Regions from separate parts of the Anser cygnoides genome. Here region 2 is linked to region 1. The links are chromatin contacts, called in public Hi-C maps. All regions are on one chromosome and are shown on one strand. The core of a region is the stretch at or near the end of the contact, and the rest is flanking DNA. Distances in the headings are between cores, read along the strand shown.

Region 1 (6,945 bases), core at 1,567-4,066:
CGGCTTACCGCTGCCTCCGCTAGTGTGTCCTCTGTGTGGAACTGCGGCTGGATCTTAGCTGGCTAAAAAGGTCCTGGGAAAAAAAAGAATTCTTCTTGTATTATCAATGCCATGTCTGAAACGAAGATAGTAAATGACAGCAAATGTCTTTATAAATAGACTATCAAAACCAGCTAAATAGAACTACTTATGTGCCCTAGTTAATATAGAGAGAGATCATAGCCAGGCTCACAGACAATGAGAAAATATGGAAAGTATTTCCAAATATCAGACAAGATCTCTTCTTCATCAGGCATCCTGAGCGAGGTTACAAAATTGTCTTCTACATCACACCAGCCCGCACATATTTCAGTTGTGCACAGAAAATCATACAGCACACGCACAGCATTGAGCCTGCTGCGTGACACGGTGAAAATAGGAGAGAAAGAAGTAGTCACTTATGCAGTCTGATTTGTCACTCCTATTTGGTGTATCTTCTAATAAAATGTGAGATTGTGGTGTGACTCATCTCGTCACGCAATATTCTGTCATTAATTATCATTGTTCCAAGTGTCTTCAACACTGATCTAGTTTGAGACTTCATCTTTTTCTCCCCCTCTGCCATCCCTTGCAGTGCCCTGATAGCTACTCCTTATGTTTAGCAAGAGGTACGTTACTTTTGTCCCACACACCCCTTAAGTCTTGTTCTAGTAGTGCAACATTACTGCTCTTATTAGGAGACAGGTACAAAACCCCTTAAAGGTTTTGAGACACATCAACAACAAGTAAGAGTTACAATGAAGCAAATTAAAGTTTTGCCTTAAGCACAAACCCCTCTTTGACATGGTACTCTTTGTTGTCGTGGCTTTATGTTAGTCGATAACATAAAAACAAAGGAGCCTAAATTTGTCCACTGACAGATGTGTCTGGCATGCTGTGAAGGGCACAGTTTCCAGAAGCATCAGAGATATCCCAGCAACAGCAGGGAACAGCACAAGCACAATTGTGTAGGTAAATATAAGTGTAGCTATAAAGAGGGAGACACATCAGAAATTGAAAGGAAGCCTATTACAAAGGTCTTGTAACAAACAAGTTCCACATAATCAAGACAATGAGTTACTCTTGCCAGATGTCTTGATCGCTCAACTATTTAAAAGGGGAATCAAAATGCACAAAAAGCTGTAGGGCCATTTTGTATTATTAAGGTTTCAGTTAAAGGTTTTCAATTAAAAATAGGTTCCATACATTTTATATGTGATTTTTTTTTTTCCTATTGCTGCAAGGAAACTGATAATCATTGTAATATGTCCAAAGAGAACCCGAACACAAATTATATTTCATATAAACCCAAACTTCAATTATCTTTGGATATGGGAAAAAAAAAAGAAGTTTCCGGTCATGCTCTTTCTGTAAAAACCAGATAAGCTTTTACTTGTTCAAAATTACTTGAGATGGAACTCACAGTGATTTTCTGTAATGGGATATGTATGGGAAAGTATGTTCCTTTTGCAAATCAAACCACTTCTCTAGAGCAGTTATCTTCTTTTAACTTTTTCGGTTCCAAATATATCAATATTTACAAAATTTCTTTACAATGAGGGTGGTCAAACACTGGAACAGGCTTCCTAGCAAGGTGGTTGATGCCCCATGCCTATCAGTATTTAAGAGGCATTTGGACAATGCCCTCAATGACATAGTTAAACTTTTGGCTAGCCCTGAAGTGGTCAGGCAGTTGGACTAGATGATCTCTGTAGGTCCCTTCCAGCTGAACAGTTCCTGTAAAATCTTAAGCCTTAAAAAGTGAGATCTTTGTTCCTGATTCTTCAAAGTATAGACCACATAGAGAGCCATCATGCCTGTTCCCTTATTATAACAGGGACTAGCAACAGCATCTCAATCTAACTATTTTAAAACTTCTTTAGTACTACATTCAAAAACAGTGCATTACAGCACTCTCATGAAACAGACTATGAATGGAGGATTTGGTGATGCTCTGCAAGTTATCGCAGCTACTGCTAACAAGGCCTGGCAAAGGAACTATCAGACTGATGGACCCCTGGGGAGCCCTGTTGTGGTCGATGGCTGTCCAAAGACACCACTGATGCATGCGGGCGTGGGATGGTGGAAAATGAACACCATGGCAGCTGCATGTGGATAGTGAGAGGGAGCAAAGCTGAAGAAATGGGCGTCTTCTCACAGGTAACTAGTGATAGGACTAGAGGGAGTGGCCTCAAGTTGTGCCAGAGGAGGTTCAGGTTGTAAATGAGGAGACATTTCTTCTCAGAAAGAGCAGTCGGGCATTGGGACGGGTTGCCCAGAGAGGTGGTGGAGTCACCGTCCCTGGGGGTGTTCAAGGAAAGGTTGGACGTGGAGCTTGGGGACATGGTTTAGTGGGTGACATTGTGGTAGGGGGATGGTTGGACCAGATGATCTTGGAGCTCTTGGAGGTGGGAAGCAAGCATTCGGGATGACGGCTTTCTTCAAAAAAAAAAAAATCCAGAGTTAAAAAACCTCCAGATTTACGTCTGGAGGAAACCTCCAGCGTTACTCTTGAAGTGTTTATGATTTGCCAGGACATTTTTCGACACTTGAACTCCCAACTAAAGCCGTACTTCAGTAGCGGAGGGGCCGCAGGGCTCCCACCGCCCCCTGCAGGCCGGGCCCCGCCCGCCGCCGGTTGCCCGCTGGCCGCCTGCTGACGCAACCCTGGGGGGCGGTGCGGTGAGAGGGGCCTCCTGCCCCGCCCGCCCTCCGGCTCGCCCAATCGGCGGAAGCTTTATAGCGGGGTCGGGCGGAGGGGGCCCGCTGGCGGCCAATCGCGGCGCGGGGCTGCTGGGTGTCGGCCCGTGAGGCGGCTGCGCCGTGGCCGTCGGGCGCCGCTCAGCGCCGCGGCAGCCCCCGGGCAGGCCCCAGGCCAGGCCCCGCCGCCCGCACCGGCCCGCAGCCCCCGCGGAGGGCGGGGAGATGCAGCCCCCGGGGCCACAGCCGCCGCTCTACGCGCCCAGCAACGGGGACTTCACGTTCGTCTCCTCCGCCGATGCCGAAGGTGAGCGCGGGGCCCTTCCCTTCCCTTCCCTTCCCTTCCCTTCCCTTCCCTTCCCTTCCCTTCCCTTCCCTTCCCTTCCCTTCCCTTCCCTTCCCTTCCCTTCCCTTCCCTTCCCTTCCCTTCCCTTCCCTTCCCTTCCCTTCCCTTCCCTTCCCTTCCCTTCCCTTCCCTTCCCTTCCCTTCCCTTCCCTTCCCTTCCCTTCCCTTCCCTTCCCTTCCCTTCCCTTCCCTTCCCTTCCCTTCCCTTCCCTTCCCTTCCCTTCCCTTCCCTTCCCTTCCCCCTTCCCTTCCCTTCCCTTCCCTTCCCTTCCCTTCCCTTCCCTTCCCTTCCCTTCCCTTCCCCCTTCCCTTCCCTTCCCTTCCCTTCCCTTCCCTTCCCTTCCCTTCCCTTCCCTTCCCTTCCCTTCCCTTCCCTTCCCTTCCCTTCCCTTCCCTTCCCTTCCCTTCCCTTCCCTTCCCTTCCCTTCCCTTCCCTTCCCTTCCCTTCCCTTCCCTTCCCTTCCCTTCCCTTCCCTTCCCTTCCCTTCCCTTCCCTTCCCTTCCCTTCCCCCTTCCCTTCCCCCGTGTGTATTTCAGGGGGTGAAGTGTGCCCCGCGGCCTGCCCTTTCCCACCGAGCAGCGCCGTGCTGGCATGCCGTGGCGACTTTCTGTCTCAGCACCGCAAAAACAAACGCGCAACAGGCAGTGCTGTGCCGCCTTCTTTTGGCAGAGGGTGACCCTTTGGGCTCTGGCCGCTTAAACAACAAGCTGTCGACTTTGTATGTTTAGTTACAATTGTAGGAGAGGTTAGGAGTTGTGCAAATCCTGGCTCTGGTGCCCTATACTAGAAAACAAGAATTGAAGAGAAAAACTACCACAGAATGCTGAACTCTGAGCTTTGGTGAACTTAGCAATTGCTCTGACAAGGTGTACTAATCAGTAGGTACAACCCACGTTGCTTTTCTTTGATTTCTTTTTTTCCCTTTTTTGCCTTGACCTGAAAAGGGATCCAGGATCTGGATTTTGGGAGACCCCTTGGTTTTCCCCCAGAAGCATTTGCTGAGCCCCATGTTAGTAGTCTGTCAGAGCCAGTGTGTTAAAAACACCTGCCCAGTATGACGTGTTGCATTGGACTCAGCTTTGTACTTTTTTTGAGCACAAGTAAGGTGTAATCTCATGCCTGTTCGGTGTAGTCCTCTCTGGAAAGTGCCACATAGGCCTATCCTAACGAACAGACGTAAGGAAAACTAAACAGCTTGATATTTCGAAATAAAAATACCCTACATTGCATTTTAGTTTCTTGTTATTTCCCAGGTCTTGACCTATACAAAGAATGAAACTTTTTTTGTATTATTTCCATAAGAGGTAGCTGTTTGTGGGAAAGAGTGGCAGAGATTAAGTGGACATGTATGGGTTAAAGAACAGGCTGGTTTTTGTTTGTTTTTAACCTCTTGCACTGCTTTGTCCCACCTGAGATGTCATCTTGCAACATAGACTTAAGATCACATTAATAGGTTTCACGATGTAAAAGGTGGTTGTAGGTATTCACTAATCACTGAGTGCTAATGGGAGCCTTGGTAAAGAAGACTTGTGTAGAAGTTTTCCGGTGTTGCGATGGGTTGTCAGTCATCACTGAGAAGACAGAAAGAGAAGGCTGACTGGGCTGTTCTGGCTGCGTGTTTTGGCAGCCACAGCTGCGCACAAAGAATCACGAGAACACCTCCTTGCGAAGCAGAGTTGCCCTGTAGCACAGACAGGTATTTTTTAGAATGACAGAAGGGTCCCACTGATAATTGAAAACTTGTGAGGCTCTCCCTACCTCGACGTTCAGGCATTAAGAATACATTTCTTCTCCCAGGCAACAGCAGAAGGCTTTGTTTGCATCTGGTGGGATCAATGTGTGTGTGCCGATGTGTAAGGAGTGAAGAGAAATTCCTTCTTTAAATTACTGTGATCTTCATGAGGATCCCGTGCAGATGGTGTTCCTGGAATCAAAGCAACAGACCATTAACTGTCACGATTATGAAATGGCTGAGAAGCACTAATGGGGAAGCTTAAATTTAAGCTGGCATGGCCTAGCAAGCTGATTTGGGACAGAGTTCTGTTAATTTAATTGTGGTGCTGAGTGTGGAGTAAACGCTTCAGACATGCTTGCTCAACACTGTAGGACATCCTGTCACTGTTAGAATGTAGATTTTATAAAGTTATGCTGCATTTAGGTAGATGATGTCTCAAACATAATCCACAAATGCAGCCTGAGTTCTCTGAGCATGTTGCAGGAATATTTCAGAAGTAACTGCTGTAGGTAGGTGTTTGGGGAAATTTGTACATAGGATTTTGTGTGTTTGTGTGTAAAAACACACAATGATAAGGCAAAAGAAGATTTTCTTCAGTGAGGCAAAACATTTTGGGTGAGAAGGGAGTCTTTGCTTCTCAGTTTATTTGTAACAAGGTTTGTACAAATAATTGGCTTGCTTGTTTGTTGTGTGTTGTGTTTTTAAGCCAAAAAAAAAGGAAGGTTATGAATTCTTAATGGAATACTTAAACTCTTTTCATTCCGTCCTATTTTATTTCCTCAGTAGTATATTTCTTCAGTATATGTTTTCATTAACTGTTTTGTGTTCTTCATCTGTAGATAACCAAATACAATGCAAATAAAACTTTGACACAGAACATGTATAAATTGGGGGGAGTGGGGGGTGGGTAGTGCTGTGATAGAGCAAGATCATAGCGTATTAAAGAGCGTTCTTGTATCTCTCCTTATTGAACGGACCGTGGGGATCTCTGATAGTATTCTTTTTTCTACAATTTTTTAACCTGTGCTAAAAGCAGGCAACAAATCAAAATACCTGGAAATATTCTCTTTCTGTGAGAAGCTGGATGTAAGGAGAGAATTTGAGTGAAACAATGCCAGTGTGCAGGAATGGGCTCTGAGACAGTGTGGTCAGGAAAAAATGGTAAATCCACAACTCTCAGCACGATGAGACTTTCATAGTTAACTCCTTTTTATGCTTCTAAATGCTTAATGATAAAGCACAGATTGAAAGGTGTTGCCATACCGTTACGCTGTGTCACCAAAACAAGTGCTCCACGCTAGAATTTTGTCATCTAAACCAGCATTGTTACCCCTCACAAAACCAGAAGTACCCTTTCAAGTTACGTTAATGTATAACTTTAAATATTTCATGGTGATGACCAGCACATCTAGCTTCGTACATCTGTTTATCTTCCAGTGCTTTTGAAATCAGATTCTTAGCAAGATAAAGATATTTATCTTTTCTTTCCCTTTTTCTCTAAGATCTTAGTGGGTCCATAGCAACTCCAGATGTTAAGCTAAATCTTGGAGGAGAATTCATCAAAGAATCTACTGCAACTACATTCCTGAGACAGAGAGGGTACGGCTGGCTTCTGGAAGTGGAAGATGATGACCCAGAAGATAACAAGCCGCTTCTGTATGTAATAATTATTTCTAGATATTTATCGTTCTTAGCTGTGTAGGTAAAAGAAACAGCTCGTAGGTTCTCAAATAGTCCCACAGCCTTCTGGAATTCCGTTTGACGAATTACTTCAGCAATGAGTCTCTTCAGTGCAGGAATAAAAATGTTTTTCATTATGGTGTTTTTTCAACTGTAAAAGAAAGGCTTGTTATTGACTGTAGGGGAGGAAGGGAGAAGTGAAGTCCAAATTTTATTAATCAGTGTAAGTACAGAACTTTCTTGGCTTTTGTGCTCTTATCTGTTGATCTTGTCATGGTTTAAAAAAAAAGACTATTCTGCAAGAAGTAAAGCAGCATAAACTTTATATTCTTTCATGCTATCTTATATTATAAAGCTGTGTTAAAAGGAATTATTGTTGAAAGACAGAAATGTCCCTAAAACTTCATACGTCTACATCCCTTGTTCTGTTCACAGAAACATGATTGTCGGAAGACAGCTTGTATC
Region 2 (6,945 bases), core at 1,684-4,183, 350 kb before region 1:
TTATACAGGATGCTAAACAGGTGTGTGGGGGGGTCATCTTTATTGGATGACTACACATCAGAGTGTTTTTTCCTTACTATCTCAGAGCTCACGGAGGGGGGAGCTTTTGAAATGTTACAGTGGCATTATTTAATATATGTAAAAGGTGCATATTCACCAGATCATGGGACATATTCATTTTAAAGATATATTTATAAGTAATCTTAGTAGACTTTTTATCCTTAGGGAATGACAACTGCTCCTGTAAACGTCCTCTAACAGAAAGTTACTATTAAAGTATACAAGTACTGCAAAAAAATAAAAATATATCAAAAATTGCTGTGACAAGCTAAATAATACCTAACAGTAAGAAAGGAATCATCAAAGGGCTCAGGTTGGAAGGCACCTTAAAGGTCTTGTTCCAACCCCCATGCCATGGGCAGGGATGCCACCCACTAGATCAGGTTGCCCAGGGCCCCATTGAACCTGGCCTTGAACACCTCCAGGGATGGGGCATCCACAACCTCTCTGGGCAGCCTGTGCCAGTGCCTCACCACCCTCTGAGTGAACAATTTCCTCCTAAACCTCTAATCTAAATCTCCCCCCTTTTAGTTTAAAACCATTCCCCTTTTTCCTTTTTTATCTGATTGAGGAAAAAAAGTTGCTCTCCAGCTTTTTTATAAGCCCCCTGTAAGTACCGAAAAGTTGCAATAAGGTCAGCGCACAGTAATGGTGAGTAGTGGTGGTACAAGTGCTCCGTGCAAGAACTGCAAAGGTTTCAGCTGAAACTTGTCACATGTTAATTTTCATATTGTAAGGGTAAGTTTATGGGTGAAAGGGAAGTGGAACTAGTGGTATTCTTGTCTGTTAGGATATAATTTCTCCTAGACCTTGAGTACTGCAAAAAAATATGCATTAGTCCAAAACAATTGAATGCTTTATTTATGAACAATAACATTCATTATAAGGGAAAAAAAAAATCAGTTCTTGGACATAAAATCAGACCGTTATTTAGCACCACTTACAGGGGATCAGCAATAGATTTCCATAAGAGTATAAAAATGACTATGTATTCTTTTATATTATTCTTTTTAACAAAACACCCACCTTTAACCTGTTTAACATTTTAGAAAAATCCTATTATACTTTATCTTTACTACACATCATCACGTCATACTTATTTTCCTGCTTAGAATCTCTGTGCATATGCCTTTATGGAGTTCCACAGGAGTGAGCTGTATCTTTTCAAACAAATCAAAGATGAGAATCGGAAGGACTAATTTGCCCATCTTTTCTCCCCTGCACAATTCTTCCTATTCTATCACAGCTGTAATCTTTGAAGTATGTAACCAAACAGTAACAGGCAATCTGCTGTTACCTTTTGCAGAGCTGATGGTAAGTCCACCAGAGGTGTTCAAGACACCTGTTACCAGTTACACATGCCTCAGTACTACAATAAGCGATTAAAACCCAGCAGTGTGGGTGAGAGGATGTTTAAAGTGCTTTTGACAAAGTATTTAAAATGGTTACTACTGAGAAAACTCTGGAGACTTAAGAGTACCCCAACTTTGCTTCAGAAAACAAAAAAAATGCTGAGGGTTTCAAAAGTTTAGGATAAATCTCTTTCAGCTAGATTTCCTAGAAGCTAGATGCTTAACACTTAAAACGTTTACATTCTCAAGGAAAACCCACTTTAAAAGAGTATTTAAATTTTAGCACACTAAAGGTGCTAGGTGTATCTGTGGATATAGTGAGAAGAAAATTCATTTTAAAGACCTGAAATTCAGTAAGGAATAAACCCTGCTGCTTTCTAGTATTCTTCCTACCAAAATCGATCTTTCCAATTCAGCACATTACCTCCTCTGGTCTAAAGGGCACAGGAGGAGTCTAGTAATTAATATAAAGATCACTATGAAAAAACAGAAAGGTTTGATTCATGTGCCACAAGACAGCGCTTCATCCACTTCAACTGATAACGAATTGAGCATGTGTTAAGAGCACACACGTAGGGAGTTGCCACAGGCCAGTTATCACATCAACACAGTCTTATGGGAGACAAGGACTAGGTTCCTGTGCTTATTGTATAATATAGTTCAGCTCATACCTAACCTGTGTTTCCACGTAAAAATTGCAAGCAATTGTTTGCAGATGTTTGCTGTTCTGATCTGCAGCCAGTGGGAGTGAACGGTGATGCGACCATTTTGGCCAGCAAGCTCCTCAGTGGCAGGAAGGCTAAACACCATGGAAAAGACATGTCCTAAGTCTTACTCTTGCTTCTGATATATTTATGGAATTTCATAAGTTTGAATCAAACTGGATTTAAGCATCATCTGGAAGACTTTTAAAATGGCGTTTACTGCGTATGAGCTTTATGGGAGTTGTCTTTATCAACACTCTTCAAAAGCTCAAGTATTTCAGATGCACGGGGCCTTTTTGAGGCGTCCTTTGAAAGCATCCTTCTGATTATGGGTACCTGCAAAAATAAATTAAAATTGAGTTATTTTTTTAATGAGTAGATAAAGAAACTAACTGAAATAATGTATTCTAATACTATACCTGTGTTTTAAATCGCTCAGTGAAGTCCTCTGGAAATTTACTTTCTTTTACATCACGCCATACCTGAAATTCATATGAGATAAACAGTTTCAGTATGCTTTTATTCATTATATTTTGCATCTCATTTCACAACCCATATAATTTACAGAAGTAATTAGGAGAATAAAAATCTACAAAAAAGGTAAGGCTGCAAAAAGAAACTATAGAAGTTTGAAAAATTCTCATTTAGTTGAACTTTGTTTTGTTTTTATGGTCTTTTTTGTAAACTGTTGTCCCTTTTTTAAGCTTAAAAGCTTCACAAAATACAATGATGTGGTTGTTTCGGCAAACCTCTCTACTTAATAACCATTATCCTTCTGTCCTCAAATAATAATAATTAAAAAAGCAAACAACACACAGTGTGAAAAGGCTTAATTTCTTGTTCTGACAACATGTGGATGTTATTTCTGAGCCAAGCAGGTGTGCTTCCCTTTTACCTTGTTCAGTGCTACAAAATTATTTCTATGTCACTGCAGAAAATGCTAGGTGGAGTTCAAAGCAACTAACAGTGAGGATTTCTAAATATATGCTTTCAGAAACTGCTTTTGAGTAACAACTGTTTTTTTCCCCATGATGATTTTCAATTGGTTTTGCCTTTTAAACTTTGAACACCGTGGGACTGCGGGTCTGTTTGCACAGTTGGCTGTGAGTGGGGGAAAGTCCTTTAGTCTTTAGAAATGCTACAAGGTAGATAATTGGAGCCAAGTCAAATCTGTGGGTCAAACACACTTTGATATGGTTTGCTCATACTGGCAAAGAGCCAAGCTAACAGTGTTCTAGAGATTCTGGGTCCAACCATATACATAGATCTTACAAAATAATGACTTCAGAAACAATACTCATCATCTACATCCCTGTCCTACGACTATATAGGTTTGAGCATAAAAGCTGTTATACTACTGCTGTGCAAAGAAAAAGACAAAAGACACATTAAAAGGTACCTTTTAAAGCAAAGTTTAAGTAACACTGGTATCTTTTTGAAGTAACATTTTTTCAATTAAAATAAAGCTATATATTCCAAATCACTTTCATTTTCATTTTGAAAAACTACAAAGGTTTCAACTTTTTGGAAACTTTATTCTTGTTCCATGCTGTAGTGAAGAAGAGCATGGCAGACACTAAACTCTCCCAATTCTTATTTTCTAAAATTAGAAAAATATTCCTTTCCAATACTCTGATCGATCAAATAAAAAGATCAGATATCTTTTTGGTAGATATTTTTTAGATTTTTGATTATTTTCCCTATAGAGGCATGTACATATCTAAGCTTAGTAAGGCTTTAATCTGTATATCAGTAGAACATCAGTAAAATAAACCCAGTGATGTTTCTTCAGTTTCTACATTTTAACTGAAGCGTGAAGGACTTATGAGCTTTACAGACATGAACCAAGGGGAAAATATGAATACAGACAGTACTCTAGATGTACAGATTCCTTCTGGCATGGAATCAGCCTAAGATGCCTGCAGTAAGGCAAAATAATGATACATGATATAATATGAGAGGGTGTTTTAATTTTTATTTAAAGATTACATACCATATTTTTCTCATGACGACTGGCCAATGCCGAAAGAATTTCAAACCAAATTAATCCCAGTGCATAAATATCTACTTCCTTTCCATATTTGTCAAAGAACTACAAAAATCACAACAAAAACAATGTAGGTGTCAAATACAACTGGACATGACTTCTTAAGGCAAAATTTGAAATCAGTAGAAATTGTCACCTGAAAACTCCAGGACAGGCATTACTGGATCTTCATATTAATTTTTAACCCTTTCTGCTATGATCTTGTTAAATAGTGGCTGTGATGTCACATTAAAAACACTGAAATTACGACTTCTACAAAACTATATAGATAAGGCATGCCAATGTCTCTTTGTTACAAGTAATGAAACAGAGGGACTCAAATGCCACAGTTAACAGAGGTCCTAAATTCAAACTCAAATACATGGCTGGCAAACAGTTACAGAAGAGCATTTCTTACACCAGTGTCAGACCTTGTAGGTTAGGACAATTAAATAAAACCACCACACTTACAAACTGCTTTCTTCAGAATAAGGTTATCCTCATATACAGTCATATCAGGGAACATTAAGCAACTTGGTTTAATACCGCGATTAGGGTCAAACACAACCAATACTGAGTTTATACTGTGAAATGCATGCAAATAATGCAAATGCAAACAGAGACAGTAACATAGCAAGACAATTACCTGCTCTGGTGCCATGTATGATTTTGTTCCTCGGTTCTCAGTAAGAGTTTCATATGCCACAGAAGTCACAAGACCAAAGTCACCTATTTTTATTTTATCGTCACGCGATATGAATATATTCTGAGGCTATATACATATATATAAAAAAAAATAAATTAGTAAATTACTGTATGACCAAGGTTTATCATCAAGTATAATCAGCCACAGAAGTGCTCCCCTTAAAATTTGGTAATTGTTCACAGAAATTATTAAGAAACAGATTGGGGGTGGGAAACAGAAGAAAGTTCAATTAACTTCACTTTGAAATAGCACACACCTCAATAACTAACCTCATTTTAACTAGTCATTACGACTATATCATGCTTTAATATTCTTCAAATACACTGTGTATATAACATTTAATATCCAAAAATGCTTTTTAGTCTTCAATCCTAGTCTTGGAATTTGATGAACTTGTGCAAAGCATTTAGGCTTACATGGAATTCCACTCAAAGTATAGTTTCTTCTAGTCACAGTAGGAGTATCTGTAACGAAGTTGACTGCAGAGCTGGGGCTCGCTACAGGCATCTCACAGTTTTCATTGAACTTAGCATTTTTAAATTTGACAAAGTCATCAGCAACTAAAATAAAATTGTGTATGTTTGGATGAAGCTTTCCAAGCCGTCTATCGTTCCAAAGAATACATTTCTGAATGCTGTTAAAAACAAACAGCCTCATCGTGTCTAACTCAAAGAAGATCCAGTGGACTATAAGGCCAGGAGAGACTTAAGGTTTCACGGGAAGCGATCTTTGTGTCAAGAAAGCCCAGCACAGTTCTTCTGTTCGAGAACAACCAAGTCCACACACATTTAATAACAGTAGTGCCCTATTTGAAGACTCCACTCATGCCAAGTACAAACAGACATTCATCTCAGGATGAAGAGAGCTTGAACCTGTCCTGCAGCTGTGGTTCTGTGACACGGAGATCTCAAGTGGCCAAGCGCCTAACACAGATCAAAGTGGGGATAAAGAAGTTCCTAAATTAAAATGCAGGCAGACAAGTTAGCAGTAGGACTTGGAAGAAGATTACAGCTAGTTTCCACGGATGAGAGACTGGGGCAGCAGATTCATAGGAACACGGAAAAGTAGGAGATTGAGCTGAGAATAGAAAGTGGGACTGAGGAGCAAGAAAATACAAAGCCTGAAGCATGGGAAGAGGTAAGAATTAACATGTAGGGAGAGAAAGCATTTATCATGCCACTTTTTCCCAGATACCTACGGTAAACAAAGGAATGTGTATTTGTGGTTTGGTCTTGTAGTGTAGCAATAAGCCTCACAGAAGAGCTCTAAGAGACACGAATGTGTCTGCCCATAGACTAGTTTCTAAGAGCAGGCAGCGAACACGATCTGGAACCACACTGAATAAAAACTACAGAAGATTCCAACCTCTGGCTCAAAAAGTCTATAAAATTCGGGTTACTGGAGGTCTTGAGAGAAGGGGAATATGCATCAAGGTCAGCATCACTGTATCATCTCTCAGCTCTAATACTCTCTAGGTATTTGGGCATAACCACTATATGAGGAGGACAACATCCTCAATCAACATTTAGCGTGACCCCACTACAGCCATCCTTAGATTTTAGGAAAGCCACCGCACTAATGACTTGTTCACAAAGTAAGTTTTAAAACTATAAGCAACGTTGTAACTGGCATACAAACACTGAAGGCTTGTAACTTTGTCCTTTAAAAATATTTTATCTCAATATAAAATTGTATGGTCGTGCACTTGTGGAGACTCTAAAATTCTATTCAAAAAAGTAGCACGCAAATATTTGTATGCATACATGATACAAGAACAACTAGAATCATTACCAAATGCAATAGATTCTAGGATAAACTGTCCATTCGCAATATAATAAGAGCAAACTTCCTAGACTCAACCTTTTGCCTTCTTTCTTTTATTTTATTTAATTTTTATTTATTACCAAGGAAGATCAGTATTCCTTTTCCCAATAGGCTGTCTTGTGACCCAGTAGCACATAACACACTGAAAATGCCTGTTAATTGACGACTGCTGATTGCTTTGGCCTTTTTTTGGTGGTGGGTATTTTTGTGTTTTTGGGGGGAGTTGGTTGTGATGGTGTAGTTGTTGTTTTTTTGTTTGTTTTTTTGGGGAGG

The links. Hi-C and Micro-C count contacts between places; a contact is called where the count stands out from the background.
Region 2: a contact with region 1 is called in a Hi-C map of liver, with 1.8 times the contacts expected there. The contact joins the enhancer-like site here to the promoter of YIPF4 in region 1. A contact is called at or near these places in 2 of 7 Hi-C or Micro-C datasets (both in liver).

The regions. Positions count from the first base shown.
Region 1 is chr3:35,328,464-35,335,408 of Taihu_goose_T2T_genome, reverse strand. YIPF4 (Yip1 domain family member 4) reads left to right here and starts at 2,816. Exons shown (of 6, transcript XM_048047728.2): 1 at 2,816-3,025; 2 at 6,303-6,456. The coding sequence starts at 2,944. It overlaps LOC106029540 (a long non-coding RNA gene), which reads right to left and starts at 2,770. Exons shown (of 3, transcript XR_001203267.3): 1 at 2,592-2,770; 2 at 1-73.
Region 2 is chr3:35,679,664-35,686,608 of Taihu_goose_T2T_genome, reverse strand. It overlaps EIF2AK2 (eukaryotic translation initiation factor 2 alpha kinase 2), which reads right to left. Exons shown (of 16, transcript XM_013170695.3): 13 at 4,789-4,914; 14 at 4,110-4,208; 15 at 2,536-2,598; 16 at 899-2,452. The coding sequence ends at 2,333. All of the region lies in intron 8 of GPATCH11 (G-patch domain containing 11), which reads left to right. Among named protein-coding and RNA genes, the nearest start is that of GPATCH11, 8.4 kb to the left of the region's middle. Within about 2 kb of position 2,933, at least 2 of the 3 cell types and tissues checked have open chromatin away from gene starts, as enhancers often do. A contact at or near this core is called in liver, where this site is marked.